Linked DNA regions of Gossypium hirsutum: all the other regions are linked to region 1. Evidence: chromatin contacts called from public Hi-C data. All regions are on one chromosome and are shown on one strand. The core of a region is the stretch at or near the end of the contact, and the rest is flanking DNA. Distances in the headings are between cores, read along the strand shown. Region 1 holds the start of LOC107887196 (leucine-rich repeat extensin-like protein 3). Region 2 holds the start of LOC107887865 (serine/threonine-protein kinase 11-interacting protein). Region 3 holds the start of LOC121219439. Region 4 holds the start of LOC107887176 (phosphoethanolamine N-methyltransferase 1-like). Region 5 has its middle 12 kb from the start of LOC107887175.

Region 1 (2,917 bases), core at 119-2,618:
AATCCGCCCCGGATGCACACGCATAGTTCATTGCCTCTTGCATGATTGGGCCAGGCACTGATGGCTTAGCCACACACCATAATGCTGTGGTTGGAGCCCTATTGGGAGGTGGTAGAACCGTTGGGGGTGGGTATACAATTGGCGGTAGAAACTCTGGTGGGCTTGGATTAAACCCAAACGGTGATGGAACATTATATGGTGGGGTCAGCTCGTAATAGGGCGGGCTCAATACTGGCCCCGATGGGCTTGGTATGTAACCTGCTGGTGTTGGTATTGCTTGTGGAGGGCTTGGAAAAATACTAGGTGGGTTCGGGACTATTCCGGGTGGGCCTGGAAATATAATCGGCGGGTTTGGAACTATTCCGGGTGGGCTTGGTGGTGGGCCAAGAGGAGGAAAGTTGTAAAAGGGAGAGGGTGGGGAAGGTGAGGTTCCAATTGGAGGTTGAGGGGTATTTGGAGGGTTAACACAGTAAGGATGTGAATTTTCAGGGGGCAAAGAATCAAATGGTGGCAAAGAAAATGTTGAGCTTACTCCATAAGGTTGAGTATTTAACGTATCAGTGGGTTGTTCAATCACTAAACTCATAAGTTTACTCATTAGCTCTAAGTTCTTTGTGTGCTTTATGATTGAATTCCTTTGATGTTTTGGACCTTTGATATGTTCCATTGATTTTCTTGCGTCTGCCCAATAAACAACTGTTAGATTTACATTTAATCATCCCAAAACATTTTTGCCCTTCCCCAAGAATATATATCACCCTGAATAAATGAAAAGATTGCAAATGTTGGGGTTTAAAACAACTAAGCTTATAATACCAATACTAGAGCATAAACATGGCATGACTACTTAATGTCTCACATTTATACAACAAAATAGAAATATTCGTTTACTGAGGAAGACATAATTACATGATGCGAGTTTGTATATTCATTAGAGGCGAAGCAAACTAAATATACTCCATGCAACATTTGGACTGTGAAAAACTAAAACAATGGAATACTTTTACCCACCTCTAGTACTAGGGGCATGGCCTTGTCATAAGGGTAAAATATTAATATTACAAATCTTTTTAAAAATAATAACATTGTAGGTTAATGCAATGATATAATTACATTTAATTCTAAAAAAATTATAATTTTATTTTGATCCCTCTTTGGATTTGCCCTACTGACATGGTAAAAATGAGAACTTAAATAAAACAATAATGTAGCAGAAATCAGCTTACCGCAATGCACGAAAAGAGTGGCCGCCATTGTTGAAAAGAGAAGGTACATGCAAAGCCTGTTTTCCATGATTCAATTTCAGCAATGCCAAATCACTCAAAGACTATTCAAAGAGCAGAAGACTGATATTGAGACATATATGAAGGCAACCAAAGGAGACAACTGTGTATGTTGGCCATTAAAGATTTGATTCGTGAGTATCTACCTTTATTGTAACTTGGATGTAAATGACATATTTGTTTAGATTAGGAAAAAATTAACATTTAAATTTAATTTGTTTAATATTTTAAAATTTGACTCCAATGACAAGCCAACACATTATTGAAAAATTTTAATTTTGAATTTAAGCTTGAAGCATAAATAATCGACTTTAGATCGGAGCATGAGAATTAAATCTTATTTTTTACTAATCGAGTGAGTTCGAGTAATTTGGTTTTTATCTTGAACCAAGTTTAAGTTTTTAAAGTTTAACTTGAGAGATCTCGAATTTGGAATTAAACTCGAGCTCGGCTCGAGTTAATTATGTAAATGAGTACTTACTTAGAAATATAAATATGAAGAATAATATAAAGAGATTAAAGAATAATATAAAGAGATTAAAGGAAATTGTTCACTTTGATCTAACTTAAAAATTTCATGTTGTTGATGCAAATTTGGCATATATGCTTGCTTTCATATTGGGAAAAATCAAAGTGAAGGTTTTTGGTTGCGCTTTTGTCTTGCTTGCTTTCTACTCAAAGCTCTCACTTTCTCACAATTTTTATGATTTGAATCATCCTGAGAATTGGATTATGATGAGTTTTAAATATGAAAAATGAATAAATGATAGTTTAATTGTATATATATTTATATTTGAATGTAAATCCGAAAAAATATAAAAAAGAATAAGTGCTTTTAAAATTAAGAGTCCAAATGATAATTAATCAAAGATGAAGCTGAGATTTTGCCATTGGGAGGGAGGATTAAGCTTTGTGCAAAGCATTTTTTTTTTTGGTATGTTGAACATACCCTGTTGGACCCTCTCTATAAAAGTCTTCACTAATTGGAATATTAGAATGAAAAAGGCAGTTTTACAACTGTTTTTTTTTCCTCTTAGAAAGTTTTACGACTGATGAGATCGTAAAAATGTGCCCTTTTGCTGCATATTTTAGCATAATATTTATTCAGAGCAAAAAAAAAAAAAAAAAGCATCGATGTAACGTGTCATACTGATGCATCAACATGATTACTTGCCCTTCTATATGGGCATCAGTTTGGGGTAAGTAGAGACCAAGCTAGTAACTTTACGCAAAGGGACTTAAGATAAAATTATTAAATTTTGGTTTAATTAATGTATCATTTATGTATATTTTACTGTTTATAAAGATTAAAAGTTGGTGATTCTTTCTCTTAATAATGTTATATCTAAATATCTAAAGTTCAAATTTAAATTTTTTGCTTGAAAATGTAATGTACTTTACTATGCACTCAATATTTTTCTTTTTATAAAATTACTTAAAAAAATTTTAGATTAAAAACTTAATTATAAAAAAGGGTAAAAAATACAAATTTTCTGATAAGCTAAAGGATTAAATATTAATTTATTGATATTTGAGAGGTGATAAAAATGAAATATATTCTTTTAATTAAGGAAAAATGAAACTCTTATTTTAACTTTTAAGATAAAATACCGAATATGACGAAATTATAATTA
Region 2 (2,917 bases), core at 129-2,628, 850 kb before region 1:
TTTTTACCTAGGAAAAAAATATTCAAATGAATGTCTATAAGTAATTTAAACAGAGAAGTGTAATGGGAAATAACAAAGAAAGGCAAAATCAAAGCACTCAAGTAATGCGCATGAAAGTAACAACAAACACGAAACTCTGACGAAAATGAATGTTTAAATACGGACAATTGCACAATTACAAGCAAACAGGATAGGGAAGCAATAACGGGAAGCAATAACAATTGTAGTATGCAGAAAAATACATGCTAGAGAAGATGATACCCGCTATAAGCCCCATTTGATAAATCTTTCAGCATCAAATCAAAATCAAATGTCAAGTAAAAATCGGAGTTATTCCTACCTCACTAAACTTTGGCAAAATTGTTTTGACTCAAATCAAGGGTTTCAACAGAGGGAAGAAGTTGCAACGACTCGTCCATTAGTAGCAGGCGATTGCATGCACACGATACAAAGGACAAGCGGTTCCACTGTGGACAGCCCTTTACCTCAGCAATTCTGCTGGCAAACACATGTCGCAAAGCATCCTACATATGTCAAAAATATTGATCTTGAGAAAAAAATTTGTGTAAAGTACCCATATATAATTAATAACTTTAAATGGTCCTTAGTTAGGAATTAGAAAATAGGGGAGGGAGATCTTATGATTTATAATCACAAAAACTGAATGAATGTCATTAATTCTTCCTCTCCTTCGAAAATAATGCAAACCACTCACGGTTGAATTATGACAAATAATTTTCTCCAAAGTATGTCTCAACTCAAGCAATCCCTTGGCTGCTGAGGTCGACAAATCACACCCTCTGAGTTCCAGAACCTTCAGTCTTCCAAACGGGAGCAACGAGAGCGGCGTGGGATCACGCACAGGAGGGAGCAAGGCAGATACCACCTTAAGAGTGGTTAGGAGGCGTAGTATCCGCCGAAGCTGCTCGAGCGCACGGTGGTCCCCAAGGTCCGAGACGTAGGCACGTAGATAGTCAACTGGAGCTCCCACTAGAAGTCTGTCGAGCTCCTGCAACGCTTGGAGCCGAGACTGCACGTAATGGAGCCCCGCCGGGTTGAGCTTCAGAACCTTAGTTCCATCAATCAAAGGCCCCGCTTGGTTGTCAACGAATTTGAACAGCTTCTCAAGGTAGCGACCCCTTGTGACGATCGCCATTGGCATCAAGTTTTAGAAAATCACCCACACCGTCATATTCCAAAGTTCATAAGTGAACAAAGAGTTTGAAGAATGCGAATGAAGGAAGGTTTGAAAGGAAGAAACGAATCACTAAATGATAAGGGGAATAGCAGGAAATAGAAAAGGACGGTTGTAGCCTACCTTGAGAATGATGAGGTGGTTCATTATGTTCTGGCTTTGGTTGGTTCGGGGGAAAAAGGTCAAATAATTGGGAAGTGAAATATGGTGCGTAGGGAAATAGAGACACCTGGCGCACATGCACACAACATGGGGAATCCAATTCCAAACAACGTGATTCCATTGTCGGCTTCCTCCAAAATCCAAACAAATGCGGGGTCCACCCCAGATGTTTGTCTGCTCTTACTTGCAGTTGCCTCCTTGACAAGCACAATAGACCTTGCATGATTTGCATTTGCCATTTGCCGCCCCCATCTCGATCCTTATTTTTGCCTAAATAGGGTTTTATTAAAGAGGAAAATATACTAATCTCTGTAGTTTTCGATAAATGAGAAATTAATTTCTCTATTTTTCAATTTTAAAATTCAGTTTCGAATGTTAAATATTATTAAAAAATTATTTTGAATCAAAATTATTTTTTAACGAGAGCTCTTTCATGTTTAGACTCGACAAAATGATACTTTTACCCTTCAAGTGATTTTGGGATATGTGAATGCACGTATTTCTCTCCATTTACTTCACCATGTAACGGTTCATTTTTTTAAAATTCAACATAAAAATATTGCAAAGCAATAAGAAAGGAAATTAAAATGCATAAATTTTACGTGAAAATCTTTTCGAAAAAAACCACGGGTAGAGGAGAAGAAAATTTACTAAAATTGAAAATCGAATGATATAAGAGGAATTTTCAACTATATCTATTTAAAAGTTAAAAGACCTTATTCTAATCAATGTCAAATATAAAAAGAGTAGTTCTACATTGGTTCTACTTATGTAATCAATATCAAATAGAAGAAAGTAATTTTATATGGATTCTACTTGTGCAACTTGATCCGTACAACAAATCATCTAGTTTTACCTTTATATTGTTTCTTTAATAAGAATTTGGGTCACAACTTTAACAAGCTTCCTTCCCAAACATGTTATTAATGATTGTTTATCACAACGATGGTTGTGGAGACTGAAATTAATGTTTTATTACATTTTCCATAATGCATTATTACCTGTGCAAAAAAGGCGGATGAAAATGAATTGTTTCCTGTTAGAAACATAAGAACGATGTCTTTCTTTCTTTAAAAAAAATTCTTTAGTAGTGTTTATCAATTTGTAATCTTTATATTTCATCTTAATGAGTGATAGTAGGGAAAAGAAGAAGAGTGAAAACTAGTGCAATGGAAAATCAAACATATGATTGTGTTGAATCAATTTTTCAAAGGAGTTGTTTGGACGTTGACAACGAAGTAAGACGGATGTTGTATGATTTATTTGGACTCACTGATCATCATAGCATGTTGGAAGAAGAAAGTGAGTGTTCATTTAATGGTGGTGGAATTTGTAACACCTTTCACCTGTCCCGACGATCAGTACGTATGAGAGATGTCATCGAAGCATGTATGAAAAAGAAATTTTAATTTTTATTTAGGAGTGAAGTGTTTAAAATAATTTTATAAGACATTTAAAATATGTTTTAGACAAATTGAAATTTTTAAAAATAATTTAAAATTATTTAGAATTGATTCGTAGTTGATCAAAACTCAAAATGGTCCTTAGAAGGTCAAAACA
Region 3 (2,917 bases), core at 148-2,647, 770 kb before region 1:
AACATTTTAATTAATATTAATCATTAAAAAATTATTTCAACTGTTTTTCAAAAATTTGATGGTCAAATTTGATTTTTTTTTAAAAAGGTTAAGGGCCAAATTTTGCTAAAGAAAAAAGGACCAAATTGACAAAAAAATGTAAGTACTAAGGGCTAAGTTTGAGATTATACCAAATAAAAAATATAAAAACATTTGCGTGCTGCATTCATGATTTCAAACTGAAATTGTTAATATTTTTTAAGATCCAATAGATAATATTTTAAGAGGCAATAGATAGGGCTATAAAATGACAAATACCATGTCGCAGACAGTGCAATAAGATAATAGGACAGACACTGGTACAAGAAAAGGTATCACTGCCTATGTTTTGTTTTAAACTCTTTTTATGAATAAAAAGTTGTGAGAGAATATTAAAGTCTCAAATAAAATGTAATATCTGCACTAAGTAACTAGTTTTATATTTATTGAAGGCATCAAATCTCCGAATCTAGCCAGGCAATGACGGCCAACGATCCAGATCTGGACTACTCATTGGCGCATTTCATACCCACCCTTTCCTCAAGATCCCAAAACCCATTTTAATACTTTATTTTGTCACAAAATATCTAACCTTTTCTAATTAGATTGTTATTTTGATATAACAAAATCTTAAACTTAATTGGTTTGGGTTTATATTTTGATAAATCATTTTTAAAATAATCTAAAAAAATATATATGTTGTTAGTGTAATCTGAAGGTCTAAAATGAGTTTTTAGCTTTATGAATCCATTTAAAATGCATGAAAGCAGTTTACCATACAAAAGAATATCAAGAGAAAACATCCTTGCATTAATGTTTCTTCTCTTTGATTTTTGTTGTGCTTTATATAGTTAATACTTCTTGTACTATCTTAGAGTATTCAAAAAGATGATGCTTATCTTTGAAAAAATAAAATAAAATTCTGGTGTTGACAAATGAAGTTAAGACAATTTCTATTTCTATTTCTATTTTATATGATGTAGAAGCAAATCTTTTAGATTTAAATATTTTTAAAAAATTACAATATTATTTTTATTTACTTTCAATTTTTTTATATAAATATTTATGAAAAAGATTTTGAAATTTAATCAAATAATATTTCTAAAGTCATAAAACAAAGCGTACTTTGTTAAAGTTCAAAAACTCAAAATTAATATGGAAAAATAGAAAATCAAACCGAATCATTACAATATGAGAAAGTCAAAAACTTGATCCAACCTAAACTCAATCTTGTATAGTCCAACACAAATATTTTATATACAACATGTCAAAAATCATATATCTAAATCTAAAACCAAAATCATTCAACAATTTAAGGAAAAATTAAAAATATTGTTTTCTCTTAAAATTTTATTTATTTATTTATTGAAACAGAAAACGAATATGCTTTAAAGAGGTAACTCGAAATCCACAAATTAAATGGCTAAACAACAGTTGGCCCAATAGCTGTCGCAATATTACTAGCAACCGAGGTGGTACCTTGGGCTTTCCTAAATCATTAAAGAAAGAAATGAAAAAAACTTAATACCTAAGGAGAAATAAAACCTAATAACAAAAACCTCTAACCCTTTTGGGTTCCTAAACACATTTCCTCTTTTTTACATCTGCAACTATCACCGGAGCCATCTGGTTTCTTCCATCACTGTATTGTTCTTCGAAAACCATACCAGACCTCTCCAAAGCCTGAGTTCTTCGGAGAAAATATGTACCATTTTTCTTTAAAAACACCATCACCAAACTCAGAATGGTAACACAACTCCTTTAACATTCCAAAACCCTTCTATGATCGTTGACAATGATAGGCTCTACTTCCGATGATACCTCTTCCATCCAGTAGATTAGGTCAGATAGATTGTGTCCTCGTCCTACTAAGGCATGTGTTGCTTCATATGTATTTTGAGGGGTATATTCAAAAGATAAGAGAACAAAGCTGGATCTTTTCCTCTTTATTTCATCAATTAAGTTGCCTATAACCGATTTATCTTTTAAATCATACTTGATTTTTTTAATAATGGTTAGGGCATCACCTTCCACAACCAGATCTAGAAAGCCCATTTCTTCCCCGAAAATAATAACTTCAAGACAAGCCTTCGCTTCTGCTGTAATCGGATCCCCAGTTCTTCCTAGTGGGTAAGTACTAGATCCCACAACAAAGCCATCCTGATCTCTTGTAATGATTCATGTTGTCGCTTTCATTTCCTGTTGATAGAATGCTACATCAAAATTAATCTTGCCTTGTTCTGGGGGTCTGCAAAAATCCTCCCTTGGTTTAATATTAGATTCTGTAATGGATTTCATTTGATCCAACTCCAAGGCGTAGGCTTTAATTATAACGCCCCAAAATTGAGGTTAGAATTATTCAGGCTAGTTGGTTGGATTAGTGGTTCAGTAGGACTGTTAAGTTAATTTTCATGCTTTAGGAGCAAAATGAGTTTGTTGGTTTAGTGGCTAACTCTTTGGTAGCTTATCTTTGGTCTTGGGTTTAAGTCACATGTATGTAATGTGAGAATTTTTTCAAAGTATTTTTGTTTTTAATTCTTTAAAAATTAAAATTTGAGGGGTTTTGACAAATTTGATATTGTTTAATTTTTTGTTTTGAAATTTATTTTAATAGTAATAATAAATAAATTTGTTTGGTTGTTAATGATTAATTAAATAATAATTTTTATTTGAATATTTTGATTTATTTTGTTAGATTTAAAAAAAGGGAAACCCCCAAATGTTTTGCTCACGTTAGTCTACTTTTTTCTCTTCTTCTCTCTCACGTTGCTCTCATTTCCTTCCTCTTTCAGTTTCAATTTTTGTTTTTTTATTTATTTGGCCATTGTGTTTTCTTTGTGCCTTTATCAGTTTTGTTCTTGATTAACAGTTCATCTCTATTAGAATATCAATGCTTGGT
Region 4 (2,917 bases), core at 279-2,778, 660 kb before region 1:
AACAATTTATTAAAAATGCAATCTCTTTTATTTATTTAAAACAAACTTTATTTAGATAGGTATATTCATGTTGGTCTAATTTATAAGCTTAAAATTTTGTTTAAATAGCTTAAATTTGTAAATAATTAATACAAATTCGATTTAAATATATTTATATATTTTTAATTTTTTATAAAAATATAATATTTTAATTTAATATTTAATAATTTAATATAATTTTTTATCAAAAATATTAAATATAAAAGCTTAACATATATTTTTTAATATTTACAATACAATATCATCATATATTATTATAAATTAATTTCATATAGTACATAAATATATGAAAATCTAGAAAGAGATTCATCAATACGGGTGTAAAACTATGTAAAATTAAAGTTATTCAAACGTGTTTGTGTATATATATATTGTTTAAACACATAGTTTGAAACTAATATTTTTATTCAAACTCTACCCTTATCGAATGAAATTTTGAACAGATGGCACTATTAAGCTATTTTATTGCTTGATTTGTCGTCACACTTTGACCATTTGTGGAGTTAAAATTTATTTGGTATTTGAGAGAATTTGATTGAGTTAGAAAAATAAAATTTTAATCACATTGTATTCATGTAATGTATCATATGATTGAAAAAAATAAACATGTTAAATTAAAAAAATTTGACAGAAAACTACCAACAACAATAATAATTAGATTAGAATTTTTAAATTGAAAATAAAAAAAATTAAAATTTTAACTTTTAAACTAAAATCTCAAATTTATACAAATTTAAGTACTAAGAGCACATTTTAACCCAAATTAAAAGTAAAAGGAGCTTTTTAAGTATAATAAATTCTTTTATGCCATCTCTAAACTAATTATTGGCTTTAGCTAATGAAGTCTTGGTTCAGTTGGCAAAGGCGAAGCCCTTGAGCTTTGATTATTCTAGTTTGAGACTAGTCATTTGCAATTATATGCATGGATCTCGAAGTTCCACTATGTGCAACTGTCATGAGTTTAATTTAATTTGTTGACTATGCAATTCTTAATATGATTGTAAAGTAATAGTTTGATTTTATTTTGTGATTGATATATTTATATAATATTTATACCACTTAAAAAAACTATAAAATTTAAATCTTAAAACGAGATATTAGGAGCTTAAGCTTTTTTTTAACAAAAAAAATGATATTAATAAAATTTTGAACACTATGGAGATAATAAGTTTTTTTTAAGAAAAAATTGATTGAGTCAGTTTACATTTGTGGCAATGGATTCAGTGTTAGTAATATATATATATTAAGCAAAATTAATACAGTTGAATGTAATAAATTTGGATTCGGTTATACAAATCAGTATTTTTACGATTTTCTGATATTGATTTGATTTGATTTGTTTTGTCGTCTACCTAAACAGGCCTTAGATTTGTTAACATAATGCATTGATCCGACCCGACCCAAATTATAATCAGGTCTAGCATTTCCCCAGCCCTTACTCTATAAAAGGCGAGATGAAGCATTCTCAGTTTCCCGCACCAGAAGCAGTAGAAATTGGCAATTGCTGTGTGTGAGAGAGAGAGTGAGAGTAATAGTAGTATCAATAATTTGGCTTAGGTTGCATCTCTGTGTCTGATGCAACAGAGAGGAAGGACTAACAACCGTAGATCAAGGTCTTTCTCCAGATCTCGGCTTGCTGTCGAAGGATTTTAGTTCCCCTTTTCACTCCCCATTAAAAAATAAAAAAAAATATCTTAAAAAAAATCAATTCCTCTCAGAGCTCACTAGAGATCTTCTCTGTTAACCATGGCGGCTAACGGTGAGATCTCCACCTTCATATTGATCATTTCTTGCGTTGTTTTTTTCAACTTAGAACCAAAGGACAATTGGAATGGATTGACATTGTTTAATCAACATTTGCGAACCCACACATGGATCTCTCATCGACCTTTAACTAATATTTAAGAAGAAAATTTAAAATTTGATTGTTCTGTAAATTATATATAGGATTTGTAGGAGATGAACGCAAAGTTCAAAAGAATTACTGGATTGAACACTCGGTTGATCTTACGGTGGAGGCTATGATGCTCGACTCCAAAGCCGCTGATATTGACAAAGAGGAACGTCCCGAAGTAATATTTCCTTTCTTCCTTCCTTTTTGTTTTCTGCATTGTTTTTTTTTTTCTTCATTAAGTTAATTTAACAAGTTCATTTTTAACTATATTTACAGTTTTAAATTTATTTCCTTTTTGGCTTTCATATTTAAGTAAAAATTGTTTATCTATGAATATCTTCAGTTGTTATCATGAAACCATAGTTTAATGAGCATTTATGCTTATTATTGCCTTTTAATTGTTGCTGCTGTTCTTTTGTACTTAATTTTAAACTTCAGTTGTTATTTAGATTCCTAAATTTCATTGTTGATATTTGCAGGTGCTCTCCTTACTCCCACCGTATGAAGGGAAAACCATTTTGGAACTAGGAGCTGGCATTGGTCGATTTACTGGTGACTTAGCTAAGAAGGCTGGTCATGTTATAGCATTAGACTTCATTGAGAATGTTATAAAGAAGGTCATTGAAACTCAACCTGACAGAAAATTTTTAGTTTGCTAATTAATAAGGGACTTGACTGGATTTCATTAATTGCAGAATGAAACCATCAATGGGCATTATAAGAACGTCAAATTCCTCTGTGCGGATGTCACTTCCCCTGATTTGGCTTTTACAGAAGGATCATTGGACTTGATTTTCTCAAACTGGCTGTTGATGTATCTCTCAGATAAAGAGGTGATTTTTGTTGCTTCTTCTTCAATAACATGGAAAAAAAAAAAAGAGAGTTCTTAGGGGCAAATTAGCTATTGATTTCAATTTTTTTTTACTTGCTGAATTCGGCTACCCCATTTTTGGCTTTCAAATTTCTAATAAAGCATATTTTTGA
Region 5 (2,917 bases), core at 295-2,794, 640 kb before region 1:
TAGAGTTTTGAGTTTAGGGTTTATGGTTTATAGTTTAGGATTTGGAGTTTATTGTTTTATAGTTAGGGTTTTAATAATGTTTATGGTTTTAGGGGTTACGCTAATAAGGTTTAAGGGTTAGGGTTTTTGATAAAATGACAAAAAAATCAATTTATTTTAAGGTTTAGGTAAGCAATAAGATTCTTTTGTAATTACGTTTGTCCCTTGTAATATATATTTAGGGTTTAGGATGTAAGTTTTATGGTTTATGATTTAGAGTTTATAGTTTGAGTTTTTAGGTTTGGTGTTTGTAGTTTAGGGTTTAACTTTTAGGATTTAAGGGTAAAAATGGTGAACTACTTAACTTGTGTATCTTGGATTTTTTTTATAATATAAATCTAAATAAGATAAATATAAATTATTATTTTAAAAATATATATATCAAAATGGGTTAAATCCCAAAAGCATACATGAACTTTAATTTGATCAAGTTCTTGTAAATTATTAACACAATTATTGATATAACATTATTTTATATTTATATATTGCATTATTAACACAATTATTGATATAACATTATTTTATATTTATATATTGCATTATTAACACAATTATTGATGTAACATCATTTTATATTTATATATTGCATACATAAATATTTATATTTATTCAATATAAAAATATATTGATGTATTTTTTTTAAATGTGTATAATTAAATCAAAATTAAGTTTCAACTATATATTTAAACCATAATTAGAATTTCAAGTATACAATTACATATTAAACCGAAATTCATATATAATTCTGAGATGCATCTCTATCAAAATTTAGGTGTATACATATAATTAAATGCCATTTATATAAAAATCTAAACAACAAATGCGGACCATACTTAAAAGAATAATGTTGATGAAAAAAGAAAGAAAAAAGAAATCCTTTCAACAATACTAGACCATGCCATTCCCATCTATCAATTTAATTCCTAAAAGAGTTGATCATGGTAATTAAATTTTAACTTTCAATATTTATATTTTTTATCAATTTGATTCTTATTTTTTGAACCAAAACCTTCTACTTTTTAAAAAATGTTAAATCTCATTTTTAATAGGAATGTAATTGTAAAATTAATTTTTTAATGATATTGACGTGAAAACTTACAAGGTAATTCACATGACATGATACTATTTTTTTATATGTTAATTTAAAAATGATAAAAATATTCAAAAAAATTAAAAATTTAAAAATAAAAAAATTAAAAATTAAAAATTAAAAATTAAAAATTAAAAACTTGAAATTTTAATATTTAATATTTTATTCCATATATCAGTTAAAAAGATCAATATTCAAAATTTCAAAAAATAAAAATTTCAAAAAATGATAATCTTAGCACAAAAACTTTGAAATACAGTGGCGTTTTTGTAAGAATGCTGCAAAAAACTTTCCATCGAAACGGCATGTTTTATTTTCACCCTTCCCCTAAATCCCCAATTTTACGCTGCTAAAATGTTTGGTATTCCTCCAGAGTCCAGGTCCTTAGTTTTAGCGCCATCTTTCGTCCCAAAATCTCGTGGCTTTGTGCTAGGGTTTGAAGTTAACAATTCTTCAGAAAGAAAAATATAAAGCAGGTATGAGTTTTGATATTCTTTCTGTTTTATTGTTTTCCTTATACGAACCCATCTCTAATTTGAATAAAACCTCTAGGTATCCTGTTATTAATTCATCCCACTTAAATCCCGTAAATGTTTGGTGTTTCCTCCATATCCTTAGTTTTAGCACCATCTTTCGTCCCAAAATCTCGTGTCTTTGTGCTAGGGTTTGAAGTTAACAATTTTTCAAAAAGAAAAATATAAAGCAGGTACGAGTTTTGATATTCTTTCTGTTTTATTGTTTTCCTTATACGAACCCATCTCTAATTTTTTAATTCATATTTAGCAATGAATCCGGTTCACTTCCAACCCGCGCCGCCTCCACCTTGGTTCCCAATGTTACTTCCGGAACCTCCGAATTCGAGTACATTTTTGGAGACCAGAAATGTGCGTGATCCCTTAGAGAATTGCAAGATACCCTCAATCTTGCCAACGCCGTGTATGTTAGTTTTGTTTTCTTATATAGTTCGCTAATATCAACTATAAGTGCCGTATGCTTTTGAATTTCCTTTTAACTGCAAGTAAAATCGATTGGTTCCTTAGGCAAAAGGAGTTGGAAATACTGATGATGATAAAAGATGGGTCGATGGACCTTTCTGTTTCTGAGTTCTTGAAGTATCTAGAAGATAGGAGGATTGATTTAGAAACTCAAGAGCTACTGTCTGTGGAAGAGGCGAATGCATTGATGTCAAAGCTAAGAGCTCTGTTAGAGCCCTTTAGATATGTTGTAGATGAAGGGATCCCGCGGGAGGAGAAATCAGCAGTAGCTAGTCTGACCAATAAAATCAAGAAGTCTAAAAGGAATAACCTTTGGAGGAAAAGAAAACAAAAACGAATTGCAGAATTGCTTGCAAAGGTTGTTTTTCTTGGTTTCTCATTGTAAGCTTTCTCCTTATCTTTCTTTTTTTCCCCTATTGGCCTATGTGGGAAATAGCTAATATTTTCAGCTTGTTATGCATGTTAGGATCATGAACAATTTGATCAAGCTGACTGAGAAGCTGATGAGTGGAGAGCTAGGGAGATTGCCAAGGACATTGCGAGCCGCAAGGTACTTGTTGTGTTCTAGGTGGGTTTTCTTGCTATGAACATACTGACAGATTTTCGTTGATTCTTCCATTAGATGCCAAGAACTCAAAAGTCCTTTTTTCTCTTGTTTTTGTAAGCTCACTTGGTAATGACTACTAAGTTGATTTGCAGGTTGAATAGATGAAGGAAATTGCAAAGCTTAAAGCCAAGGAAGAAAAAAAAAGACTGGAATCTGAGGTAAAGGATTTGAAAAACGACAAGTTTC

What was found. A called contact is a pair of places that touch in the nucleus more often than the background predicts.
Region 2: a Hi-C map of leaf shows a contact between it and region 1, with 3 times the contacts expected there. The contact joins the promoter of LOC107887865 here to the promoter of LOC107887196 in region 1. A contact is called at or near these places in 8 of 34 Hi-C or Micro-C datasets (callus, leaf, petal and 1 more).
Region 3: a contact with region 1 is called in a Hi-C map of leaf, with 2.4 times the contacts expected there. The contact joins the promoter of LOC121219439 here to the promoter of LOC107887196 in region 1. A contact is called at or near these places in 6 of 34 Hi-C or Micro-C datasets (hypocotyl and leaf).
Region 4: a Hi-C map of leaf shows a contact between it and region 1, with 4 times the contacts expected there. The contact joins the promoter of LOC107887176 here to the promoter of LOC107887196 in region 1. A contact is called at or near these places in 8 of 34 Hi-C or Micro-C datasets (callus, hypocotyl, leaf and 1 more).
Region 5: a Hi-C map of leaf shows a contact between it and region 1, with 1.6 times the contacts expected there. The contact joins the enhancer-like site here to the promoter of LOC107887196 in region 1. A contact is called at or near these places in 5 of 34 Hi-C or Micro-C datasets (hypocotyl, leaf and petal).

The regions. Positions count from the first base shown.
Region 1 is chrA03:49,095,098-49,098,014 of Gossypium_hirsutum_v2.1, forward strand. It overlaps LOC107887196 (leucine-rich repeat extensin-like protein 3), which reads right to left and starts at 1,369. Exons shown (of 3, transcript XM_016811364.2): 1 at 1,227-1,369; 2 at 1-681. The coding sequence starts at 1,293.
Region 2 is chrA03:48,249,187-48,252,103 of Gossypium_hirsutum_v2.1, forward strand. LOC107887865 (serine/threonine-protein kinase 11-interacting protein) reads right to left here and starts at 1,379. Exons shown (of 8, transcript XM_016812086.2): 1 at 716-1,379; 2 at 346-524; 3 at 188-245. The coding sequence starts at 1,162.
Region 3 is chrA03:48,326,834-48,329,750 of Gossypium_hirsutum_v2.1, forward strand. It overlaps LOC121219439, which reads left to right and starts at 1,398. Exons shown (of 2, transcript XR_005916205.1): 1 at 1,398-2,148.
Region 4 is chrA03:48,434,372-48,437,288 of Gossypium_hirsutum_v2.1, forward strand. It overlaps LOC107887176 (phosphoethanolamine N-methyltransferase 1-like), which reads left to right and starts at 1,529. Exons shown (of 12, transcript NM_001398424.1): 1 at 1,529-1,798; 2 at 1,987-2,111; 3 at 2,413-2,550; 4 at 2,629-2,766. The coding sequence starts at 1,786.
Region 5 is chrA03:48,453,082-48,455,998 of Gossypium_hirsutum_v2.1, forward strand. It overlaps the pseudogene LOC107887174. Among protein-coding and RNA genes, the nearest start is that of LOC107887175, 12 kb to the left of the region's middle. Within about 2 kb of position 1,545, at least 6 of the 9 cell types and tissues checked have an H3K27ac peak or open chromatin away from gene starts, as enhancers often do.